5 separate regions of the Sus scrofa genome follow, and all the other regions are linked to region 1. Evidence: chromatin contacts called from public Hi-C and HiChIP or PLAC-seq data. All regions are on one chromosome and are shown on one strand. The core of a region is the stretch at or near the end of the contact, and the rest is flanking DNA. Distances in the headings are between cores, read along the strand shown.

Region 1 (4,820 bases), core at 941-3,440:
TTACTTAACACGTAATACATTGTCAGTGGAAGCTTTAAGATAAAATTGTTTGGAAACATGCCATAACATGCCTGTACCTTCTTCAGCTTTGTTATTAATATGCTGACATAGTGATCAATTAGTCATTTCAACTTTCCTAAAAACTGATTCTATCTTAACCAAATTGTAATTCACTATTCAATGAGCCCAAGAGAAACTGCAACCATTCTGTCCATTCACAAAAAAGAAAGGCCCTCGACAACACAAATTTTATTTTAAAACTTGAATATATTTCCATGTAAATATATTTAACTTCGATTGTAGACCCATCATTTAGAAAAATGCTATAAAATGTATAATATATGCATTGAAAAATAAAGCAGCTATTAATACTACAAATATTAAAATATTAGAAAATTTTACAAAAACTGAACATCTGCTCTTAGGAGGATTAAAGGGGAAGAGGAGAGGTTTTAAACTAGGACACTGCTTCTGTGGACCAGTTTTCAAAAACACACGATTTTATGGGTATGTGGTTTAATATTTATAAAACAAACACTTTAGAAGTGGTTGAAAACTATTTCTGCACAGTTAACTATAAAACTATAAAATGATGTACCAATGCCAAAGTAGATTTATCATCTTTTCCTTTAAGAAAATGGTGCTCCCGGGCTCAAAATGCCAGGTTACATATGCTGCCACTTGCCCAGCCATCTCAGTAGACCATGCTGTCTCAGCCCACACATTCTCAAAAGCTTGAGAATCTAAGATCTTGAGAATCACACCATATGAAACATCACTGCGTATCATTGGTACCACGGACGTAAACATTACGTTGGCAAAACAATCAGTGGATGTGATAAACGGACCTAGTATAATTGAAATTTGATCAGTATGTGGTTTCAAAATATTGTTTTTCTTAATTTCAATTGGCAAAGTGATGTTGAAGTACCTCTAATTCCATTCCAGACATGAGAAGAACTAAAGTCAGCTACCAGCTGCCATAAAGTCTCTTTCAACTTTGTCTCCACTTATCCCTCTGAGGGGACTCAAATGAAATGCTTTTCCGTACATTAAAACAAAGAGCTGGGTAATTGTCAAAATAGTTGTTTGTATAGTTTGAGGATGGGTCGTTGTACACTTTGAGGTTTACATAGTGTCAAAATAAAATCAGATCGCCGAAGACCACTGAAACGACTGCAATTTGACTTCTCTATTCAATACCTTTAAAAAACTGTTGACAAGCAGTAACTGAAAATGCCCCACAAGATGAGCACAAACTTTTTCCAGACGAAAGTCAGCTGTGAACAGGACGTGCCCATGAGTCCAGACGTGAACACGTCCTGTGACCCCCATCACAGCTGTGAACTCGGGAGGGACCTGAAGGAAGGACCACGTCGACGCGACGTGGAAGGGACGCAAGTAAGCCGGTCGCAAAGGGGGCCCCCGCGGGACGCGCCCGGGGGAGAGTCTGAGCCGGGCAGGCTACAGCACGCGCAGACACACGAGCGCGCGCGCACACACACACACACACACACACACACACACACTCTCTCTCTCTCTACACACGGGCCGAACTCCTCGGGCTGGGCTGAGAAAGGTACTGGGAGGACCACCGGTCGCCGCCGGCGCCGAACCCGAGGGAATCCGGGAAGCAGAACTTCAGCCGAAACACGGCGAGAGGTTCGGAGCAGTCGGGGCACCTGAAGGGCGTTGGTGTGTGAGCCCATCTTCCCCAGGCTAGGGGTCCGAGGGGACCCTGGATCCGCCCACAACACCTGGACCTCCCTCCCCTGGACCCCTCCCACATTAGGGGGGTCTCTGTTCCATGGGTAAAGGGGGCCGATTCAGGGGACTGGAGTCGCAGCCCCGAGCCCACCCGCCAATCCTCGCAGGACCGCGACGCGCGAGGCGGAAGACACTGACCGCTCGGGCCGCAGCAGGTTCCTTCGCGGCCGCCCCCTCCAAGGGGGCTCCCGTTCTGCCCCACGTCGGTGGCCACGACAGGACGCGTGCTCCAGTTCTATCCCGGTGAGGTGCCGGATAGCTCCGAACGTGGCAGGACCCACTTTTATTCTTCCGGACAACGGCCAACAGTTGTGACCCGACCTCCCCGTGAGGTGGCTCCCGGCGACGGCAACGAAGACGGAGACCGGAGCTTACAGTTGAGGTTTGAAAACTGCAGCCGCCTTGCAGGGCAGTGCTGTAGGCTAGAACCCACCCCCTCGGAAGGGAGAGCCAATCCGAACTCGCGTGGAGGGCTGGGCTGTCACGTGTGGGCGGGGCGGGGCGCCGGGGCGGGGCGCCGGCACAGGGCGCGTGCTGCAGGGCGGGGCCTCGGCGGCAAGGGGGGTGTGGCCGGCGCCCAGCAATCCGAAGCTGGGAGGAGCTTCGGAGCAGGTGGGGTGCTCCAGTAATTGCTGCGACCGAGGAGTGAGGCAGGCGCTGCCAGGGACCCCTCAGGGGACTGCACCCGGTCTTCACACAGGGAGTGAACTTCTGCAGACGGGAGAGGGAAAAAGCAGTTAGTTGCTGCTTTCAACTCATTCCCAAACTTTTGTGCCTCTTTCCTAACTCTTCCTAGTCATCTTCCTTATCACCTGAAACCAGGTGGCCAGTGGAGAGCCCCATATACTATAACTTTGCAAATATCAACATCGCTTGGGATTTATGGAACTTGGGCCCCACCACTAAGTCCACTTCAGCGAATTGAGTCCTTCTGAGGCATGGCTGAAGGCAGTTTTAGGAGAGTGCAAATAAGATGTTTTGCTGTTTTTTGCCTATAGGTATCTAAGGGAAAACGGGAAAGCATCTCAGCAAACCATTCAGGATGTTATCTTTTGAAGAGAATGAAAAATTTGAAAGTCCTGTGCAAGGCACAGTTGAAGTTTTTTGGTTCTATATAATCTAGGATTGGTTTGCAAAGTATACTTACAATAATTGTAGAGGACTATTGGGGAAATATATTGGGAGGGGAATGGTTCTTTTTCAAAAGACTTCAACACTCAAACAGCATTTAAAGAGGAGGTTTTCTGTACAGCACAGAAAGATGAGTGTGATTGGGTCACTTCGTTGTACAACAGAACATGATGAAACATTGTAAATCAACTATTCTTCAATAATAAGGAAAATTTTTAAAATAAAGTTTTCTTTTTCTATCCCAGTAAACCAAGCAAATTCCCATCGAGCCATCCATTTGTTTTTCCATACTGTATTTTCCCCAAGATAAGTACATAAAATGCCCATCATTTACTCAAATCTCCTTTTTACTTAACTGACTCCTCCCATTTAATGTGTCTATTCCCTAAACCTTGTCTCGGAGTATTTTGCTTCCATCTATCTAGTTTCTGGTTGCCAACAAATGGATTGACCAGAGAAGCCTAAAGTTAGAACAAAGGGGGGAAAAAAAACCCTGGAAGTTGAAATGGACTTTATGGCTGTCATTATCTAAGAGTCCACAAACAGCGAGTGTTCCCATCTTTTCTTTTAAGAACAAGGGGGCAGTTCCTAAAAGTCTCAACACCAGCACTGGAACCAGTAACTTCCAGAATTAACAGGACTGCAGCGTGGCGGCAATTTTTGTTTTTTTTTCTGAATGTGTGTTTAATGCTGCACCTCCTCAGTATTGACATTTGATCAATAGCCAGCTCTTAGCAACCTCCTCATACTCAGCCTGCCTTCCCCTCTGCCACAAATCCTCTCACCACATCACTTCACACCTAGATGCAGAGGCCTTTCTTTCTCCCATTACCACTTTAGACCAACCCTACTTGTGGTCACAAGCCCTCTGCTCTAACCAATCCGTTTCCTAGGGGTCTTTCCATGTCTTGTTTTTTTCCTGCCTCTGCCTTGATGCCAGCTTTTCACCATCCTCCTCATCAGCACCTGTTCATCCATTTCCAGCTTAAGATTACCCTCTCCAGAAATCACAAATTTTTGCTGATTTCTACTTTCCGCTCCCAGCCTGATGGTCTCTTTGCCCTCTGTCCCTAAGGTGCAGGGCTTATATTTGTTCCCTATTTTTCTCTTACACCCCCAAATAGATTGTTAACCCTCATGTCTAATGTCAGATTTCTTGGCTAGGATTTAGCACACTAGACCAAGCACATTCAAAGACACTTGCTTGGTCTTAAGCACTGTGGTTCTAATTACAAGAAATTTCTGATGACAAGGTATAGACTATACCATCTGTAGCCCTGCATTAAAATTTAGGACTCTTGGAGTTCCCACAGTGGTGCAGCAGAAACGAATCCAACTAGGAACCATGAAGTTGTAGGTTTGATCCCTGGCCTCACTCAGTGGGTTAAGGATTCAGCATTGCCGTGAGCTGGGTCGCAGACGAGGCTCAGATCTGGCATTGAAGTGGCTGTGGCATAGGCTGGCAGCTGTAGTTCCAATTAGACCCCTGGCCTGGGAACCTCCATGTGCTATGAGAGCAGCCCCAAAAAGCAAAAAAAAAAAAAAAAAAAAAAAGTAGGACTCAATAATATGTTCCTTGATCCTACCTAAAATCATTCACAGCCATGTCAAAGGTGCATGTTCTTGCTCTCATTCCCTTGAGTGGGAAATTCTCATGTGGCCTAATGGTCATTCTTTGGTCACTGCCTCTTTCCACACAGTTCATTAAGTTAATCCTTGGATGCCACATGCCCACTGGAGATGATGGTTGTTGTGGGCTAAATGTGTTTCCACCAAATTGATATGTTGAGGTCATAATCTCCAAGTACCTCAGAATGAGACTGTATTTGGAGATAGAGCCATCAAAGAGAATTAAGGTAAAATAAGATCATATAAGTGGGCCCGAATCTGAGATGAAAAAATTATATCATCACAAAATGAAA
Region 2 (4,820 bases), core at 772-3,271, 120 kb after region 1:
CCATGAGGATGTGGGTTTGATCCCTGGCCTCACTCAGTGGATTAAGGATCCAGCATTGCTGTGAGCTGTGGTGTAGGTCGCAGACATGGCTCAGATCTGGATCCCTTAACCTCACTCAGTGGGTTAAGGATCCAGCACTGCTGTGGCTGTGGCGTAGGCTGGCCACTGTAGCTTGGATTAGACACCTAGCCTGGGAACTTCCATATGCTACAGGTGCGGCCCTAGAAAGAAAAAAAGAAAGAAAAAGCTTAAACAGTTCATGGCTGATAGTAGGTACTGAATAAGAGTGAAACAAATAAAATCTTAGCTGAGAAGCACATTATAAAATTATTTTTACTCTGATTGTTTACTCATATAACAAACTCCTGATTATAACCTGGCTTTTGGGTTCATCTGTCCTCAGAAGGAAGTATAGATGTGGTTATTCTAGCCTGTGCAACTGAACTATGTATTTCTCATCATAAATTAATCAATCAGTGAATCTTGTTTACTGTGCTAACAAAATCAGGGGTCTGAACCAACAAGACTGAGGCCAAAAAGAGGACAGCATCACAGACATGCCTTGCATTGTTGCTTAGCAACCTCTGGGCAGCCTTCTCCAAACAATGTCACAACTTATATACCACTACCCACAACGCAAGCTGTACAGTGAGGAGAAGGAAGTATCATTGCCTAAAACACCTCTTCTCTAATCAGTAGAAAATGGCAAGAGTACAGTTAGAAGAATATCCAGACAAAGTGAGTGTTTTGCCAAACAAGTGCCCTCATGTCCACCCACTACATACACTACTTCAGAAGAGCACAGCACCTGTTTATTGTAACTAACTACCTGCTTGTCCAGGTTTCACTTGCACCAGCAGATGGAATGTTGCACCTCAAAAGGGCTTTCAGCCCTCCCCAGAAGGGGAGGGCCAAGTGCCACAGCCACTAGCAGCCCATAGTCCTGCGGCAGCTTCCCCATGGCAACTCCCTCCAGTTACCTTGCCCTGATGATCGTGTTTCATTTCCCAGCCCCTCGGCAGCTCCAGTTGTTTGTTTGCAAACATGTTGAGGAATCCCACAAGGTCCCGGTTATGCTGGTAGCGTTCAAAGTGGTGGGTGTCCCGCCGGACTTTGGTGATCATGTGCTTCAAACACGTGTTGTTTGTAAACATGCGGTAGGCACTCTGGAGAGAAGGACGGAGAACCAGTGTTAACCTGTTTGACATTCAAAAGCAACATACATGCTACTTAATCTCCAGATGGCATATAGGCTTCAACATAACTCTAGATCCACAGATGGAAACAGCAGACAGAACAAAACAAATCTGATCAAAGTAAAAGTAAAACAGATAGACCTACAGAGAGTAAGGGAGCCTTCACTGATGATTCTAGTTTTTTAAAGCACTAGAACACGGTGGAGTCTCATTCTACAGGGGAGGTTAAATCCTAAAGCTGGATTTAGGTGAAACCCACTCAGTCAAAGTCACACCATGCCAGAGACAAAACTAGCACCTCACAGTGAGCCCAAACATAGCCAGGGTTTCCTCCAGCACAGAAACAGGTCACTGGTTCTTTGGGTTAGAGCTGATGAAACAGCTGGCAAACATTTAGGAGTCACGTTGTATGGAAAAATGCTTGGCCATATATTTAAATAGTAGAAGTACACGCAACAGGCTGGGTTGTATTCACGGAGAGTCATATTCAACTAAGACCATCAGTGACTGGATTTTTTCATCACACTTAATCTTGGAGGCATGATCTCAGTAGATGGAATAGCAGGCAGAACTGCCTGGACTGTATACCTTAGTATTGTTTTTTCCTTTCTCCCTCTCTATCGTGTGTGTGTGTGTGTGTGTGTGTGTGCGCGCGCGCGTGTGTGTGTGTCTGAATTTACATGATCGAAATGCACATTTAAGAAAGTTCCATTATACCAGCACACACAAAAAAGTGACTGTTTTATAAAATGCTCCAGCCTTTGTCTCTATGATACTTGAGAAGAGTCCCAAAACACAGACCATAAGCCATGGGCTTTCCTCATCTGAGTCAGTCAACAAATATTCATGGCACAATACCATGTGCCAAGCGATAGCAAAGGAGTAACTGTCTAGAGCTATTTCCTTGAGTTATCAGAAGGAATGTGATGTTCATGAAATTGCCTGTGAATGAGTTTTCCTGGGGTTCTACTTTTCTCAGGTAGATTCAAAAGGCTTCAGGCTCCTCTTCCCTTTAGTATCCCAGGAACACCAGCCTGAGTCTGAAGGCCTTCAGGCTTTTTTCATGGATTCTGGTATTGCTTCTCATCTAAGACAGACCCAGGCAAACCCCAAAGAAATCAGGATCCTTGGAAATCATTTCACTTTAAGAAACAGTTACTGTCTTTGCTGTGCCCAGGACTGTGCCAGTACTACACTTGTATCCTCTGTAGGATAAAAGATGAGTGAGTCTGAGGATGTCAACACTGCTCCTGTCTTTCCAGGGCCCCCAGGGTGTCACGTCCAGGTCAAAGCATTTATTGCTGATGTGAGTCCCTCTTGAGCTTTCCTCCCTTTGGCACAGGAGGTATAGCCATTGACCATGTGTGAAATGGTAGCTGCTCCCCAACCAACCGGGGTTCCTGGGTCTCTGAGGAAAATCAGCGAACCCTGGCAACCCCATTTGGAATGAGAAACAAACCTCTGTTAGCTTAAGCCACTGAGATTTGCTGGGCATCTTACTGATGAATAACCTAAACTACATAAAATAACCTTGCTACAGTTTTTCGGATGGATTCCCTATCATTACATACTTTTTGTTTTGCATGGAGATATTTTCCCCCTATCAAAATGAAAGGAAGGGAGGAAGGAAGGAAGGCCAGCCACATTAAACTGTCCTCACGTACTAGTGTACTAGTTCCTTAGTCTACCTGAGTATAAAATATTTCAGCCTGACAGTCTACACGAGAGGTGTGAAGGCTGGGAGAAATTGTCAGGTTCAGAGCACAGAGCACTGCCAAAGCAGGCAGGCCTAGGCAGGGGCTCTGGACAATTACAGAGCATGGGCGAATAAGAAAGTGATGTCATGAAAGCAGAGAAGGAGACTAATAGAAGAAGTTGGAGGTTGTCAGAGACCAACGCCAGCTAACTAATAGTTTAGCCTGTGGCTGACCTTGCCTTGGAGTTTTATGTACAATCCACAAGGCATCTGTTTTCTGCATTTGGCTCCATGTTGCTGATACATTTTCACATAGGCCACTGCAAGCATAGAGGCCTGAGACCACACTAGCTTGTGTGATGGCGATGGCAACGAGCTTTCAAGTCATTCTCCCTAATAAGTCTCTTTGGGGACAAATTATTGTGGGATAATTCTGTCAGATAAATCATTTCATTAACTGTGTTCTAAATAGGTATCTCTCTCGTCATCATCTCCTCTCCCTCCCCACACTGAAAGAAGTAAATAGGCCACACCCTGATTCTTTATCTGGAGCACCAGAAACACTCCTTACTCTGCTAAAGAAAAGCTGCAGAACTTCATTAGGACAGGAGGTATCGGTAATCAGGGGAAGGAACCCATCCCAGCCTCAGGCATGAAGCAATTCCCTGGGGCTAGACAGCTCTTGAAGCATGGGAGACTTCAGGCTGGTCTTAGAATTAATTACATCTTTTCATCTTCCTCCTCTTCACTCAATGAGATGTGTAATACAGAGCCAAGTTCAATGGCTTTTTGCAAAAAGCATGTACCAAAGTAAATTACGAGTAAGAAAGATTTCTCTCACTAGTAACTAGCAAACAACCTTTAGAACCACAGCTTTTTCCAAGTGTGAATAATATGCACTTGACTTTTAGGGTCCATATAAAACACCTAAGCCAAATAGGAACATCTCTGCAGATGGCTACATCTTTATAAAGAAACTACATATATACTTATTTACATATATGTTTACATGTATATGTGTCATTTACACATGTATAGGCCTATATACACATAGGTGTTTATTCTATTTTTGAAAATATATTTCACATGTTTATTCAATATATAGAGAACTGTTTTTAAATATATATCATATATGTATATATAAATATATACACACATATATACACATATGTACACACATATGAACTGAAATATAAATATCCTTTCTGAACAATTTTGTTCAAAAAAAGCTATCTGTACTCCTGTTCATACAAAATTATAGTGAGGATTCTAACCTGACCACAGCTCTATCACTCATGGACAGAGGCAAAGAAAGACATTTAATCTGCCTCAATTTGCTCAACTATAAGATGAAATAATTGTAACTGTTTTGCTTTTTTCACAGGCAGTGGGATTCAAATCAGTGGAACAAAGGACGTAAAGGTGCTTTGAGGAGGTAAAAACATAGATTGGAAGTAAATACAAGAGTATACAAGGGATTATACCTACCATAACTATGTTCTAACAGATGAATGACAGTGGTAAAACTGTTTTCTACTTTCAGTCTTTGAAGATCTTGGGAGAGCATCCTTGGACGAGCGTCCCACTTTCTATTAAGGGACGAAGGGTCTCATAGTCTCTCATTAATTATGTGCTAAGCCCTGGGCTAAACCCCGAGAATACAGAGATGAACCCAGCCTGATCACTCAAAAGGATGGAGAAGGAAAATAATAGGGGGAGGTGGGAGGAAGGCATTCACTGGAGGCAGAAAGTGAAGCTTGGAAAACAGAGGCCACAGTCACCGTGAAAATACTGCAACACACTGACAAAACTAGCAGACCTAAGAATGTGAGTGCCCCAAAAGTCAAGAAACACTCAACAGGTGGGTTAGGCTAAAAGAAATTAGTCTTCATGAAAACTGACATAGACAAGCTATAGGTGGGTTCAGA
Region 3 (4,820 bases), core at 1,050-3,549, 100 kb after region 1:
GCTGACACAGGCTCTTGCAAGCTCTGCATCAGCTGCTGAATTGAAAGGAGGGGCTGGGGCATCCACGACCATGAGAGGGGGGCCAAGGCAGTGACTTCGGAGGTACAGTGTCTATATCCCCCATCACTGTTGGCATATTGAGGTATAGGAGTAGCTCAGTGGGTCTACAATGATGGGGGATATGGGCGCTGCATATCCATTCATCAGGAAGAACTTCCGCCCGACAGAACCCAAATCTGAGACAACACAGTCAGAGAGAGAGCACTTGGGTGGGACAAAACTCATCGGGGCAGGGCCAGTATATACCTTCTTTTGGCCCAGGCAGGTCAGGGAATTCCCTGCCTCAGCAGAGGAGGGGCTGAAGGGCAGCAGTCTTCATGTGGGTTTCTGAGTTGGTGTATTATCCGCTCAGAAGCAGTTTTACACGCCTATTAGAGCACCCAGTACAACAGCCCTTTCTGGTTTGAACCTCCCACACCAAGGGAGCAAATCATAGCAGGTGTGGAGGAGCTAAATAGGGTTGCCCTCACCTGAATTAGTTATGGGTACCTATTACATACTTAGAAACTCAGACACACAAAGAGATAAACAAAAATGCCCATCCGCAGCTTATCAGAAGCCTCTAAGATTGCTTTAGCTTCTGTTTTGACATATCCCCTCATACAACAGAGGTCTTTTAAGAGACTAAGACAACAAAAGGCAAAGTAACCTCCTGGATTTATAAATAAGGTCTTTTTTTTTTTGCTTTTTAAGGCCACTCCTGCAGCAGATGGAAGTTCCCAGGCTAGGGGTCAAACTGGAGCTACAGCTGCCAGCCACAGCCACAGCCACAGCAACACACAATCTGGGATGCATCTGTGACCTATGCCACAGCTCACAGCGTCGCCAGATCTTTAACCCACTGAGCGAGGCCAAGGATCAAACCTGTGTGCTCATGGATAAGACGGGTTCCTTACCTCTGAACCACAACAGGAACTCCATAAATAAGGTACCTTTAATATAGAGATTCTACTTCCACCCTTTCAAACCCTTACAACCAGTTTACCACACTGTATCAGTTAGGCATTCAGTGGGGTTTTTTCTGAAGGCCCTAAAGCTGAAAATGTGGATCCCACCCTTCACTGCTTATTTATCCTTCAAGAATGTTCTCACTTATTCTTCAAAGTTAGTTCAAATAGGCCCCTCTCCATGAAGCCTTCCCCTCCCTTCAAGCTGACATTAGGTGCCACCTTCACTGAGCTCCCCCAGGTCTCAGGGTACATTTCTAAAGCAACCATCATTACTAACAATTTATAAAGCGTTTTTTACTTGTATTTTTTGGCCACGCCTGCAGCATGCAGAAGTTCCCAGGCCAGGGATCGAACCCGAGCCATAGCAATGACAATGCTGGATCCTTAACCAACAGGCCACCAGGAAACTCCCTTTCACTTGTATTTTGATTTATCTGGATTATGGTTAGTTTTATATATTCTCTCCCTAATAAGAACACAGGAACATATTTATTTGTATCCTTCACACCAACCACATACCTATACTACACGTAGAAATTCATTTGTGGGACGGAAGAGATACCAAAATTTCTACCGCCTGGAATATCTGCTAAATGAGCCTACAAGAGTGGCTGAGAAGACTCATGTATATAACTGGGAGTTTCCCACTCTGCTCCTCTAGAGTTATCAGCCTTGAGGAATGAAGTCAGCCCCTCTCTGAGGAGATCCAGTCATTAACTACACTTCGTTTATCAGTCACCAAACTTATCATTTCAATCTACCAACATCTACTTTCCCTCCTGTCAGTATATTGCTCTGTACCATCATTTCACAGAACAGCCAAAGGTCTCCTCCTTGACACCCCGCTTCTTCAAACCCGACTGCCAGGCAGTAGTGGGCAAGCCATGATAAATGTGTGCATCACAGCAGGTTGTGCATATTTCTGACGGCTGGGCCAGAAAGCCCCTTCCCCTCAAAGGTGTAAAACGCTGGGGCTGAATGCTGAGTCTTTATGGGGTCCTCTCAGTTCCACTGCTCCGTCTCCATCAATAGAAGAGAAATCTTCATTCAAATTTTAATGTGGACCTTAGTAACCCTAAGGCTAGACTGTGGAAAGAATTCAAGTTCTGAGGCAGAGGAGTTGAAAGAAAACGTATAGTTACTAATCTCATGCACGTAGTCCTGACCAGACTGAAGAGTCAACTTCATCTTGGGAAGTCGAGATAAGGCGAGCGTCTAAAGTGCACTGGGCTGTGTGATAAAACCAGGCAGGGCCCGAATATGCTACAGATCACGCACAAGGTCCAAAGGTGAGAGGTCTGTTCTGCTTTCTAGATGAATGCTGTCAGCATCATCCCATTTCCCACCAATGGTTTATACGGCAGCCAGGTAGAGATTTATTAGCTCCTCATAAAACATAAATATTTTTGTGCATACCTCATCCTGCAATTCATTTATATATCATTTTTATATGAGCGTCTCCTGTGTACTCTTTGTGTCTGCTCTTACAACCAGCAAACACACATGATGCAGCAGAGCAAGTATGGAAATCATGAGGGGAAATTCCAAGAGTGGAATTTTGATGAACCGAATCCAGTTATTTATTGGCTTCATAATTTTTCTTCTACTAGAAGCTGCAAAAATATTTGACCCACGATATAATACTGAAAATATGATATGCACATAGACGTGCAAGAGGCATGCCGGAAAAAAATCTTAATTCTATTTGTCTAAGGGAAGTTTTAGAAACAATGTATATCAAGTGATGATATATGACATTCATAAGCCAGTACTAAGGAGAAAATATTTGACCTAAAACATTTCTCTTTTATTTATTTAAGCTGCTAAAAAAAAGAGGAAGCAGGAAGAGATTATTTCTTTTTTCTTTCTTTTTTGGGGTTAGATTATTAGAGAGCCCTCATGTGGTTACCATGGGTCAGTGCAAACTAGCAAAGTGGAGTACAGTTCAGTTTGTAGTAATTCTTAATGCTGTTCATTTATTCTGGGCACTTAAGAGTACATAAATCGACTGTCGTATATATTCTAATTTTAAAGGGTATTAATGAGGATATCACAATCCCGTAGCCTTGGCTGAATATTTTAATCTAATCCAGGAATCCTCACTTTAGAAAATTCCTATCCTTAACCTAATTTTAGCCCCATCAAAGTTACATTCATTTTTCCCTACGAAGCTGCCCTTAGGTATGCAAAAGGGCTCCTCCTCCTCCTCTCTCTTGAACATTTTATTGCATTATGAATTCTCTCTCACCATCCACTGAGCTTTTTAAAAAATATTTTATAATTTCTTCATTCTTTCCTCATCTGTCCTATTTTTAAAATTTATAATTTAGGCTCTATGTGTTGCCAGAAAAGCCCTGTCAACATTTTACTATTTTCCAGTCTCCAGATGACAGGCTCTAAATCAAACTAGAAAAACAAAGCAAAGCAATAATAAAGAGGCAGCACAACTGCACACACCTCGGTACACCTATCTACTGGTAAGTGGGTACCAAGGCTGGGGACTCACCTCGCCTGCACTGTGGCTGCGCTGCCTCGTCAGATGCTGTCGATGCACCAGCGCACTCGTGGGTCTGCTGCTCTGGAGTGGGAGCCGGGGGTCAATGAAAGTGGTGGTCCGGGAGTTGTGGTCAACAAAAAATGCCTAGAAAGCAATCCACTCAGTCAATAGTCAATTCATGTCACATAATTATCTTAGGGGTCCTATCATTTCACACATCTGGGAAAGACCCACTTTGAAGTAATCATCTTAGCTCTGTTTTCTCATAATTTTAAATCTTTTGGAGAATTTCCCTTACTCCCTCCTCAGGATAGATCAGAATAGAGGAAGCAAAGCTTAGAAGAGAGCAGGAAGGAACACTCTTGGCTTCAGGAAACACTCTTAAGAGAAAGTCATCAAAAATATACAATCTTTTTCTGTAATAATCTATTTGGGAAAAAAGAATGGATATGTGTATATGTAGAACTGATGCACTGTGCTGTAAACTCGAAGCTAATACAACACTATAAATCAACTATGCCCCAATAATTTTTTTTCTAAAAATTGTAATAATAAAAAAATAAATTTAAAATATGGTCTTAGAAAGCAGCCACCTAGGGCTTCTTTTAATTGATGCTCTCTAAGCTCTTACTGCTACCCATGGTTTTTACCAAGTTCTTCCTATCACCTGAAACTTCAAACACCACTGGCTTCTCTTTTCCTTCTATGCAGTCAGCTACCAAGTCCTCCTCTCTACAGTTTCCCCATTGTGGTATCTCCTCTATTTGTCCCATCCTAGCCGGACTACCATTCCATTATTTCAGGGCTTTCTCTTAAACACAGAAAGAATGATGAACAGTTTCTAGTTGTTCAGCATCTCTACAAATGTATTCACTAAATTGGCACCTCACTATCAGAATACTTTTTCTAAGAGCTTTAACTACACCTTCACTCCAATCCAAAGCCTCTATGGGCTACATGCCAGCTTTAGAAAAAAAAATTCCAACCCTTTGGTCAATCTTCCAAGACACTTTAATTTCTCCTTCCTACTTGCCTTTCCAGGTTGGTCACTGATCATGTATCCAGACAAATTCTATCACATGAAATGGGCAAGTCACTTAAATTCTCTGGGCTATAGATTTCTTATAAAACAGGTCTCTCTCATTCATAATGGACATTTCTCCCCCATAATGTGATAGGAAGGAGGAAACCACAACTGTCACATTTATAGCTGAATCCCTGGTAGCATGAAATCACAAATGAGCATAAACCATGTCCCTCTATTTTGCAGTAAGGACTACATACGATGTAGAAAAGCATTTTTAAATTCTTTT
Region 4 (4,820 bases), core at 974-3,473, 79 kb before region 1:
ATGTCAAAACAAGAACAGGGACCTGCTGAATAGTACAGGGAACTCCACCCACAATTCTGTGATGACCTATATAGGAAAATAATCTGAAAAAGAATGGATATGCATATATGTATAACCATCACTTTGTTGTACAGCAGAAAGCATCACATTATAAATCAACCAGACTTCAATCAAATTTATCTTGCAGGCTTAAAACCTGCAGGCTTAAGAAGCTGTGGTCTACAGCAAACCAAAATTTGCAGGCTTACAACCTGCAGACTTAAGAAGCTGCAGTCTACAGCAAACCAAAATTTGCAGGGTTAAAACCAACTGTTTTCCATTAAAAACCAGGATGCTAAAAGGCAAACCTAGAGAGTTAAGCTAGCCCAGAATAATGCCTGCATTTAACATCTTCCCATGCTGTTCTGGTATTAAAATGGTCGATCATTGTTCAGCATTTCTTTTGTTTAAAATTACTCTTTAGCTCAATAAAGAAAGAGTTGTGAAAAGTAGCCACTGCACAGTGTGTTACCAACCCAGGTTCCTTTTGCCAGAAGCTCAGCAAGCCAAAACGCTGAACATCGAGGTTCGCAGCAGAGAGAGGACTTATTCAGGCAGCAGCCAAGGAGATCTCAAATCTAGCTCCCAGAAGACAAGGGGCTGCGGTATTTATGGGATAAAAAAGAAAGTAGCAGGGCCATCTAAGGCGTGGGGAACGTGGGGAAAGATGATTGGGAAATGCTGTGGTAGCTGCCGTAGTTATCATTCTGCGCAGATATAATTAACCTATAGGCCTCTCCAGTTTGAAAAACGGAGGCAATTAACATGATCTGAGGATGGAGTTTCTAGTCCTCAAAAGGTCACCAAGCCAGATACTTGCACATGCCCAATTGGAAGGTGGGGGAGCTACCCAGTCTTAACTACCTCAGCCCAAAATAGACACAGCTGACTCCAAGCTCTTGGAAACAACTCAGGCAAGCATCCTATTATTTAGGCTCCATGCTGCTTGGAGGACACGCCAGTCTTTCGCAGCAACAATTAAACGCAAAATTGATTTGTGAAGGTGGGTGAAATGGATTTGACTAATGATTACCTATGGTTTCACCTGGCATCTTTTGTTACATGGCGTGGGGATATTTTCCTGAGATTCCGTTTGCCATTTACCAAACACTTTCATGTGTAGCATGGTATGCCATGGTATCATATTATTTGAACTTCATGACCTTAGAAAGGAGGAAAAGTAGTTCTGATTCTTTTTCTTTGTCTCAAAGGGAGAGAAGGCTTAGACCAATTGATTTGCCCAAAGTTTCACAGCCAGGGAGGGGCTTGGATTCCAACCCTAGAAACCAAATCCAAGGCAACTCCCCACCAAGTTTGCCCCCCGCCCAAACACACCTACTATTATTAGCATTCTGAGGCTATAATTTAAACCCCTTGGTCCGCTGCCCCGCTGATGTTTGGTTGTTACGACAACACCAAGTCAAACAGTTGGGAAGGGAACATATAAAAGCTTTCCCCGAGAACGTTCAGTATCCCAGATCATAAGTGGGGTGAAGGAAGCTGTACCCAGCGGGGTTACAACTGGGGAGTTCAGAAGACCGGGTTTCCATCCGTTTAGAAATGTGAGAGAAGCTTCGCGGCCGGAAGAGTCTGGGAAGGAGCCGCCCTCTCACCTGCTCGCTGCTCATGGCTGCGAGGATTTACTGGCAGCACCCGGTGCCTCCTGGACTGCTTCTGCCCGGCGCCCCGGGAACCCCTCAGACAAGAGATGCAGCAACGGGGACAGGGCAGGCTCCGCTCCCTCCGCAGGGGCCGTCTAGCGTCCTGGCTCCGTTTGTTGCTAAGCAACAGGCCCTCGCAAGTTCCATTTCCGGTCGTCTGCTGCTCCTGAGACAGTGCTGGGGAACTGGCAGTGCGTTCCCACGGGAGGTGCTTTCTCACCGATTGGTGGCGCCTGGGCCACTTCTACACCCTCCGCCTAATTTAGCTGGGTGTTCTAGGTCCCTGCCTTAACTCCTATTTTCCTATTTAACTTTCTGTGGCTAGAATTCGCAGAGGGCTAGTGGAATGAAAGGATTGCAAATTTAAATACTGATGTGGGAGAATCGAATTAGGAAACCAAAGCATGCAAAGGCTGAACCCAGTAAACACCTTTTTTCTGTTTTCCATATATTTCCAACTCCAGCTTTTTTTCTTGACTTTTCCCACACATTAGAAAACTATTCCTTAGAAGAATATATATATATATATATATATATATAAACCTGCAAGAATTCATTTAAACCAACATGTATATAAAGACTCTAGACTAGTGTGAATGGCTGGTGGAGAAACTGGTGAAAGAAGTTCTGAAAGTTTACAAAGTAGATTTGAGTAAAGGGAGTTAGAAAAATCTAGAGATGAAGCAAGGTGACATGCTGGTGCTATATCTTAAAGGACCCTTGAAATATGGTCTAATAGCAAAGAATAAATCTGACTTCATATTTTATCTGTTTCTTTACTTTAACCTTTGTATTCTTTTGCTTTCACTACAAGAATGTTGCCTATAGCCTGAAATATACAGGATAGCCCATTCTCAATGCTCTGACCTTTAAAGATGTAACACTTTCTTCATTCATATAGAGATAAAAATTTGCAGATAGAGAATAACATTTGTCAGAGGTTTATAGGAACATCGTGACCTGTGACCTGACCTATGTGTATGCCTGCAAAAATAAAGGATTCTAGCTCAAGAGTTTGCAACAACCAGCTACACCTCCTATACTTTTAGTATAGACGAGGCTTAAATTCTAACTTGGGTACATTAGTTCTTTGGGACACTAGTCCACCATCTTCTCAGTCTGCTTACTTTCTGAATAAAGTCACTATTCATTGCCCCAACAACTTTTCTCTTTATTAATTGGCCTGTCATGCAATGAGCAGTATGAGCTTGGACTTGGTAGCAGAGGTATGGAATTTACATGGAATTTCAAGGGAACTGGTAGAGCCAAAACTCTCTTGAAAAATATCAAAGTTGGAGGACTCACATTTCCTGTATCAAAACTTAGTACAAAGCTACAGAATTCAAAAACCGTGTCTTTTCAACAAATGTAGCTGGGATATTCAATATCCAATGCAAAAGAATATCGGTCTCTATATACAAAAATTAACTAAAAATTGATCAAAGTTCTAAATGTTAGAGCTAAACTATTGAAATTTTAGAAGAAAACTTAGGAAAAATTTTCATGATATTGAATTTGGCAAAAATTTCTTGGAAATGACATCAATTGCATAAGTAACAAAAGAAAAAAACAGACCCTGGACTTCGTCAAAATTTAAAATCTTTATACGTCAAAGAACAATACCCACAGAGTAAAAGGTACACCCTACAGAATGGGAGCAGATATTTGCAAATCACATATCTGGTAAGGGACTAATATTCGGAATATATAGAGAATTACTAAAACTCAACAACAACAATAAGAAAAGAAATCTGACTTAAAAAATGGCAATGGACTCAATAAGACATTTTGCCAGAGGGTATACAAATGGCCTATAAGCATATGAAAAGATGCTCACGTCACTAATCATCAGGGAAATGAAAATAAAAACCACAATGAGAAGTTTCGATTGTGGCTCACTGGGTTACAAACCTGATTAGAACCCATGAAGATGTGGGTTCGATTCCTGGCCTCGCTCAGTGGATTAAGGATCTGGTGTTGCTGCAAGCTGCGGCTGGTCACAGATGTGGCTTGGATCCAGCGTTGCTGTGGCTGTGCATAGGTCAGCAGCTGCAGCTCCGAGGTAAGCCCTAGCCTGGGAACCTAAGCCATAAAAAGAAAAAATAATAATAAGAAGAAGATACCATTTCACATGCACTAGAGTGGTTTTGTTTGTTTGTTTTTGTTTTGTCTTTTTTGCCATTTCTTGGGCCACTCCCTCGGCATATGGAGGTTCCCAGGGTAGGGGTCCAATCAGAGCTATAGCCGCCGGCGTATGCCAGAGCCACAGCAACACAGGATCCGAGCCTCATCTGCGACCTACACCACAGCTCACAGCAATGCTGGATCCTTAACCCACTGAGCAAGGCCAGGGATCAAACCTGCAACTCATGGTTCCTAGTCGGATTCGTTAACCACTGAGCCACGACAGGAACTCCTAGAGTGGTTATTATTAAGAAGAGAGAGAGTTATTATTAATAAAAAGCATTGATGAGGAAATGGAAAAAGTTGAACACTTATGCAATACTGGTCAGAATGTAAAACAGCAGAGCCATTATGGAAAACAATATGGCGGTTCCTTAAAAAATTAAAAATAGAATTACCATATGATCCAGCAATTCTACTTCCGGTATTTGCCCAAAAGAACTAAAAGCAGGAAATCAAACATATTTGCACACCCATGTTTATAGCAGCATTATGCACAATCACCAAAAGGTGGAAGAAACTGGTGTCCTTTGAAAGATGAATGGATAAACAAAATGTGGTAATAAAACTGGAATTTTTTTCATAGTGTGCATACTGGTATTTATTTTAAAAAGTTCTAAGGCATACGAAAAAGGCTCAAATAGAACAAAATTTTGCAAGATATAAGTCTCCCTCCCATTCATGCTGCATCTTTTACCTCTCTGGAGACAACCAGTGTTACTAGTTTCTTTGGCAGACTCTAGACATTTCCATACATAAATAGACATATATAACTATTTTATTTATAAAAATTTTTGAACACTACACAATCTAGTCTGTAATTTGTTTTTCCTTCTCACAATATAGCTCAGAGATGGATCCATATCATGTTCTCATTCCTTCGGACACTGCATAGCATTCCAGTGCAGCTTCTCCACAATTTCTCAACCAGTCTAT
Region 5 (4,820 bases), core at 1,203-3,702, 69 kb after region 1:
ACCACGACCACTAGTTTCTAATTCGTGATTCTGAAACCGAGTTTACTTAACAGGTGAAGCATGACTGACTTAGCGCCCCAGTGCAGAAAACAAGATCACAGACCTTAAAATGCAAGGTTTAAGGGTCTTTTTCCTCTCAAAGCCCACTCTTTCACTTTAAGAGCAAGAAAGTTACAGAGAGAAGAAACCACACCAAGCTTCTGCTCTCAAAAATGATCTATAGGTACGAGCTTTTACCAAAGAATTTCTATGTCAAATGATTTAAAATCCCGAGGAAGCCTTAAAAAAAAAAGCCGAAAGGTTTAAGTGTGTGAGAACAGCACTTCCTGCCAGAAGGATTTCCTGTTTCAGGCAACCACAGCGGACCTTGTGGGGAAACATCCGTCTGCAGCCACAGCCCAGCTCCACAGGCCACTTCTCTGTGCTACTCACCCTTCCTCCCCGACAAATGTGACGTACAGCTTATTTCTCTGCAGGTCTTTTCTGGAATAGCCCATAATCTGATTAAAAGCATCTTCGAGCAAGTGATCTCTTCTGATAATTAACCTGCCATAAGGAGACAATTTGAAAAACATAGATTATTTCCTAATTCTTATCTTTCCAGAACCGGATATTTGTCATTTAACTTCCATTTACCACAAGTAACTCGGCAAAAAGTGGAGTGACTTGCTGTCATTGCTATCTGCAATAAAGCACCCGTCTGTCTTTAACTCTCAATAGCATTAAACAAAAGTTACATCAGAGAGTCCTTGGTAAACAGAGTACTCCACCTAAGACCTGTCGAAACAATGCAAGTGTCCTTTCTGAATGATCATATCAATTTATCCCAGAAGGAAAATGATTATAAAACAACACATACACAAAAGTTGTTTAGTAAAGGAAGAGCAATCCTATGAGGTAATGGCTTAAACCTGAATGCACCTAGACCAGGAATTCAATTCCTAGGTGCCTAGAGAGATGACTATGAGAACAAGAAGCACAGGAACACACAAATTCTCAGTGTCCTCCAAAGCAGAGGAGTTTACTACTATGCTTAATTTAGTTTTAAAATTAAGAGCATCTTGGAGTCCCTAGGGTACAAATGAATCATATTGAGGTTGATTAATCTACTTGTGACAATGACAATTAAAGTCATCCTTAAACATGTATCAATTTGCCCTTAAAGCAATAGTAATGGAAAGGGAGATGCTAGGGAGTCCGAAGGCATGAAAGCCTGATCAGCAAGACCTTGCATAAGTGAAACTCAGAGAGGTATGGTGTTTGGGGCACATTGATGTTTTTTGCTGGTGATGAAAGGGGAAGCTGTGAGTTTAATTGAGCAAGCGCTGCACTGAGGTGGGGGTGAGGGGGCAGTGACCTGTGGGCTGTGGGGCTGGGGCTTCTCTTTGGCACCTGGGACACAATGGTGCTGCAGTGCAGACCCTCCCTCTTCTGTCCTCTCTCAAGTGGCACTGTGATCTGTAGCAGGGACATGGGACAGGGTGGAGGTGGGGTTGAAGGGACTTTGGGTAAGTAGGAAATTCAGATAATTTTAGGCCAAATAACGTGATTTTCAACGTCCCCATTTAAAGAGAGGGGCACAAATAAAAGCAGAGTCAATATTCATGACATATTCCACTAGACAAGTGAAGCTTATTATTATTTTGGTCTTTTTTTGTTTTTTTCTATGGCCACACCCACGGCATATGGAGGTTCCCAGGCTAGGGGTTGAATCGGCTTTTAATTTTGCCTACATTTTTACATGAAATGTGGTCGTCTCTTTCCTGTTTGTTTTAAAAGCTTAAGCTAAACCCTGCTTAATTCCAGAACTATGCTTCAGATGATCCTGTAATTTACACATGCTAAAATAATTATGGCGACGAAAACAAAGAAAGGCTGGTCATCCCAAGTCACACTCAATTTCCTACATTCCCAATTGCATCCCATCCTTTCCCCACCCACAAATCCTATGGTTTGCATCACTCTGACTTACTTTAATTTCCCTGGGCCTTGTCCATATCCTTTAGTCTCTAACTTCCTGTAAAAATTCCTCAGTTTGGCTTCAAAGTCTCGCTTGTAAGGGGCGGGAGCCCGGGCGTTGGCACGCTGAGTACCTGCAGTAAACCACACAGAGAGGAGGGCATGGATTTGTGCAATGTCCTGGAGCTCATCACATTACCATGAAAAAAATACTACCTGGGGCTGAGACCACAGTTACCAAGTAAAAGGAGGCGACACTTTTAGATTCCTGCACTTTTTACCCCTCCAAGGCAAAAGCTATCACAAAGCTTAACCAGGCTCTTAGGATGTCTTCCTTGTGGCCTTTTGGTTGAAAATACCAGTCCTGTTTGAAATGGTGCCCATGTGTTAGTCAAATGTGTTCCCCTTTTTGGTTCGCATTAATATGAGTCAAACAGAGTTACTCATGTCTAATGTAACCGTTGAGGGTGGAATATCTTTGCTTGTTGCTGAGATGATATCGTGGCAATTAGACAGGAAGTAGACAGGAAGTTACAATGTGAAAGTATGTGGTACATACAGCAAGAAGAGTGAGTTTCCATACTTGATGAAAAACCCACAAATACGTCTTTTAGATATGCACCGTAACTAAGAAACATTATAGACACACAATCCCATACATTTCCTCTTACAGGGTAGAACAATCGATTTAAAAACAGAATCCAGACGTCATTGCAGAAGGCACTGGTCTCCTGGTTGTGCAGAGTAAACAATACTGTTTGTTGCAGTCTTAATAAGTGCCAAGTACTGTGATTATCTACAGAGCATCCAAAGACATTCTGCATGTCATTCCATGGCCAGCATCATTAATATAAAATGTAAAAGCATAGTTTGTTCCTCTTTCCACAGAAAAATCTGGCTTTGTATCATACTGTGACTACCCAACCAGCTGAAGTACAAAACTGATGATGAATATGGGAATCAGACACCATGACACAAATACTGGATATTTCCACTAAATATTTCACAGCACAATAAAAGAAACCAGAAAACAAAAATTGTGACATCTTGTGCATTACATACCAATTCAGCTCCTTAAATGTATCTTTAATGCATGAATCAACTAAGCGATGATTACTTGTTGCTAATACTGCATTAGGTTCAGCCAAAGATGCTCAAAATAAGTAAGATCAGGTTGCTGGCGTGGATATCTTGGTTGGGAAGACAGAAACTAGAACACAGCAAACAACTAGAGAATGATTAAGTCCTAAACTAGATGGTATACAAACTACAAAGCAGAAGGAACAAAACTATAGCCCTGGGGCTATACCCAGCCCTATTGATCTATTGTGTTTACAATGTTTTAAAGATTTTAAATGAACTGCCAACATTTAAAAATTAAGAGATTTCAAGTGAAAAAAAAAAATCCTAATTTTGTTTGAAATTTATCTGAGAACCCCTGCAACAATTGGCTTGCATTTCCCTGGGTCTACAGAGGGCAGCTGCCCATTAAGATGAAGCATGTGGGAGTTCCCGTCGTGGCGCAGTGGTTAACGAATCCGACTAGGAACCATGAGGTTGCGGGTTCGGTCCCTGCCCTTGCTCAGTGGCTTAACGATCCGGCGTTGCGTGAGCTGTGGTGTAGGTTGCAGACGTGGCTCGGATCTCGCGTTGCTGTGGCTCTGGTGTAGGCCGGTGGCTACAGCTCCGATTCAACCCCTAGCCTGGGAACTTCCATATGCCGTGGGAGCGGTCCAAGAAATAGCAACAACAACAACAACAACAAAAAGACAAAAAAAAAAAAAAAAAAAAAAAAAAGATGAAGCATGTGCCTCCACTGTGCCAGAGACACTCAGTGACAATGCATTTGAGATCAGTGTTAATGTAATAGTAATAGAAAACGAGGATAAATAGAGGTCAAAAAGGAAAAGACTTTGGGGAGGAGATATTATTGGAATCAGGCCTTCTAAACACAGGAGAATGTACAGTTCCTACTGGGGCAGGACAGCAAGAGCTGGAATGAGCATTGCATGTACATTTCGAAGATACCGAGGCCACCTTACTAAGCAGAGCAGAGGGCAAGTGCCGGGGAGTAAGCAGGAAGTGAAATTGGGTCAGAACGTTGGTCCCAAGTTCCAAGAAGAATTTTTTAAAACCTAGCAGAAGTGTGGGCATGATGCAGTAAGCAGTGGGAAGCCTGTATAGGTTCTTCAGCAAGGGAACAACACACAAGTGGTGTTTTATTTCAGAAATGATTTTCAGAGTGTGTGGAGTGGATTAAGGGTGGGAAGCCAGAACAGCAAGGTAGGAGAACCAGTTAGGAATAGTCCCAGCAATGGAGGCCTGAGGGGATGGACACGGGCCAGGACTGCAGTGACTCAGAGCAACTTGTACAGTGTGAAATAAGAATGAGCAACAGTAGATAGGCAAGGAAGAGAAACAGGAAGCTCTTGTGGTAATATAAAGCTTTTTAAGCAATAACAATAGCTGTGTTTGTTAAGTGTCTGCTCTGCATTAGAGATCATTCACTTTACATAGAGGATCTTGGGAAAACCTCACAAGTCTAAGAAACTGGCATTATCATTGTTACCATCATCGCCGCCTTGTGACTAAGAAAACTAAAGTCATACGCTAATGAATGGGAGATTCCGGATCTGAGCCAGGTCTATCTGATGCTAAAGCAGTGTGGGAAATGAGGCTTGTGGACAGGGCCATGGGAAGCTTTATACACATGAGGCTGGAGATGACAGCTCTCCAGGTAGATATACCCTACAGGCACTTGAAAATATAGTACTAGAGATCCAATGTGAGATCAGAGATCAGAGCCACGCTTGTGGATTAAATGAGTTCTTATATGTGCCAGATGGGACTTTGTGCAGTGC

The links. A called contact is a pair of places that touch in the nucleus more often than the background predicts. HiChIP or PLAC-seq counts read pairs in DNA pulled down with a chosen protein or histone mark.
Region 2: a contact with region 1 is called in an H3K27ac HiChIP or PLAC-seq map of alveolar macrophages. The contact joins the enhancer-like site here to the promoter of STK17B in region 1. A contact is called at or near these places in 5 of 47 Hi-C or Micro-C datasets (alveolar macrophages, blood, embryonic fibroblasts and 1 more) and 2 of 2 datasets of contacts at active chromatin or transcription factors (alveolar macrophages and skeletal muscle).
Region 3: an H3K27ac HiChIP or PLAC-seq map of alveolar macrophages shows a contact between it and region 1. The contact joins the enhancer-like site here to the promoter of STK17B in region 1. A contact is called at or near these places in 1 of 5 promoter capture datasets (fetal liver), 11 of 47 Hi-C or Micro-C datasets (alveolar macrophages, blood, embryonic fibroblasts and 4 more) and 2 of 2 datasets of contacts at active chromatin or transcription factors (alveolar macrophages and skeletal muscle).
Region 4: a contact with region 1 is called in a Hi-C map of fibroblasts, with 1.8 times the contacts expected there. The contact joins the promoter of DNAH7 here to the promoter of STK17B in region 1. A contact is called at or near these places in 2 of 5 promoter capture datasets (fetal liver and liver), 8 of 47 Hi-C or Micro-C datasets (blood, embryonic fibroblasts, fetal heart ventricle and 4 more) and 1 of 2 datasets of contacts at active chromatin or transcription factors (alveolar macrophages).
Region 5: an H3K27ac HiChIP or PLAC-seq map of alveolar macrophages shows a contact between it and region 1. The contact joins the enhancer-like site here to the promoter of STK17B in region 1. A contact is called at or near these places in 16 of 47 Hi-C or Micro-C datasets (alveolar macrophages, blood, embryonic fibroblasts and 7 more) and 2 of 2 datasets of contacts at active chromatin or transcription factors (alveolar macrophages and skeletal muscle).

What each region holds. Positions count from the first base shown.
Region 1 is chr15:100,064,107-100,068,926 of Sscrofa11.1, forward strand. It overlaps STK17B (serine/threonine-protein kinase 17B), which reads right to left and starts at 2,191. Exons shown (of 8, transcript XM_021074823.1): 1 at 1,906-2,191. LOC102157527 (a long non-coding RNA gene) reads left to right here and starts at 1,573. Exons shown (of 2, transcript XR_002339022.1): 1 at 1,573-1,662; 2 at 1,875-2,674.
Region 2 is chr15:100,187,145-100,191,964 of Sscrofa11.1, forward strand. It overlaps HECW2 (HECT, C2 and WW domain containing E3 ubiquitin protein ligase 2), which reads right to left. Exons shown (of 28, transcript NM_001198924.1): 13 at 981-1,166. Among named protein-coding and RNA genes, the nearest start is that of STK17B, 120 kb to the left of the region's middle. Within about 2 kb of position 2,022, at least 8 of the 83 cell types and tissues checked have an H3K27ac peak or open chromatin away from gene starts, as enhancers often do. A contact at or near this core is called in alveolar macrophages, embryonic fibroblasts and fetal liver, where this site is marked.
Region 3 is chr15:100,167,207-100,172,026 of Sscrofa11.1, forward strand. HECW2 (HECT, C2 and WW domain containing E3 ubiquitin protein ligase 2) reads right to left here. Exons shown (of 28, transcript NM_001198924.1): 14 at 3,517-3,651. Among named protein-coding and RNA genes, the nearest start is that of STK17B, 100 kb to the left of the region's middle. Within about 2 kb of position 2,300, at least 13 of the 83 cell types and tissues checked have an H3K27ac peak or open chromatin away from gene starts, as enhancers often do. A contact at or near this core is called in alveolar macrophages, fetal liver and retroperitoneal adipose tissue, where this site is marked.
Region 4 is chr15:99,985,125-99,989,944 of Sscrofa11.1, forward strand. DNAH7 (dynein heavy chain 7, axonemal) reads right to left here and starts at 2,224. Exons shown (of 67, transcript XM_021075816.1): 1 at 1,653-2,224. The coding sequence starts at 1,667.
Region 5 is chr15:100,132,634-100,137,453 of Sscrofa11.1, forward strand. It overlaps HECW2 (HECT, C2 and WW domain containing E3 ubiquitin protein ligase 2), which reads right to left. Exons shown (of 28, transcript NM_001198924.1): 19 at 1,973-2,093; 20 at 433-546. Among named protein-coding and RNA genes, the nearest start is that of STK17B, 69 kb to the left of the region's middle. Within about 2 kb of position 2,453, at least 29 of the 83 cell types and tissues checked have an H3K27ac peak or open chromatin away from gene starts, as enhancers often do. A contact at or near this core is called in alveolar macrophages, embryonic fibroblasts, liver and 3 more, where this site is marked.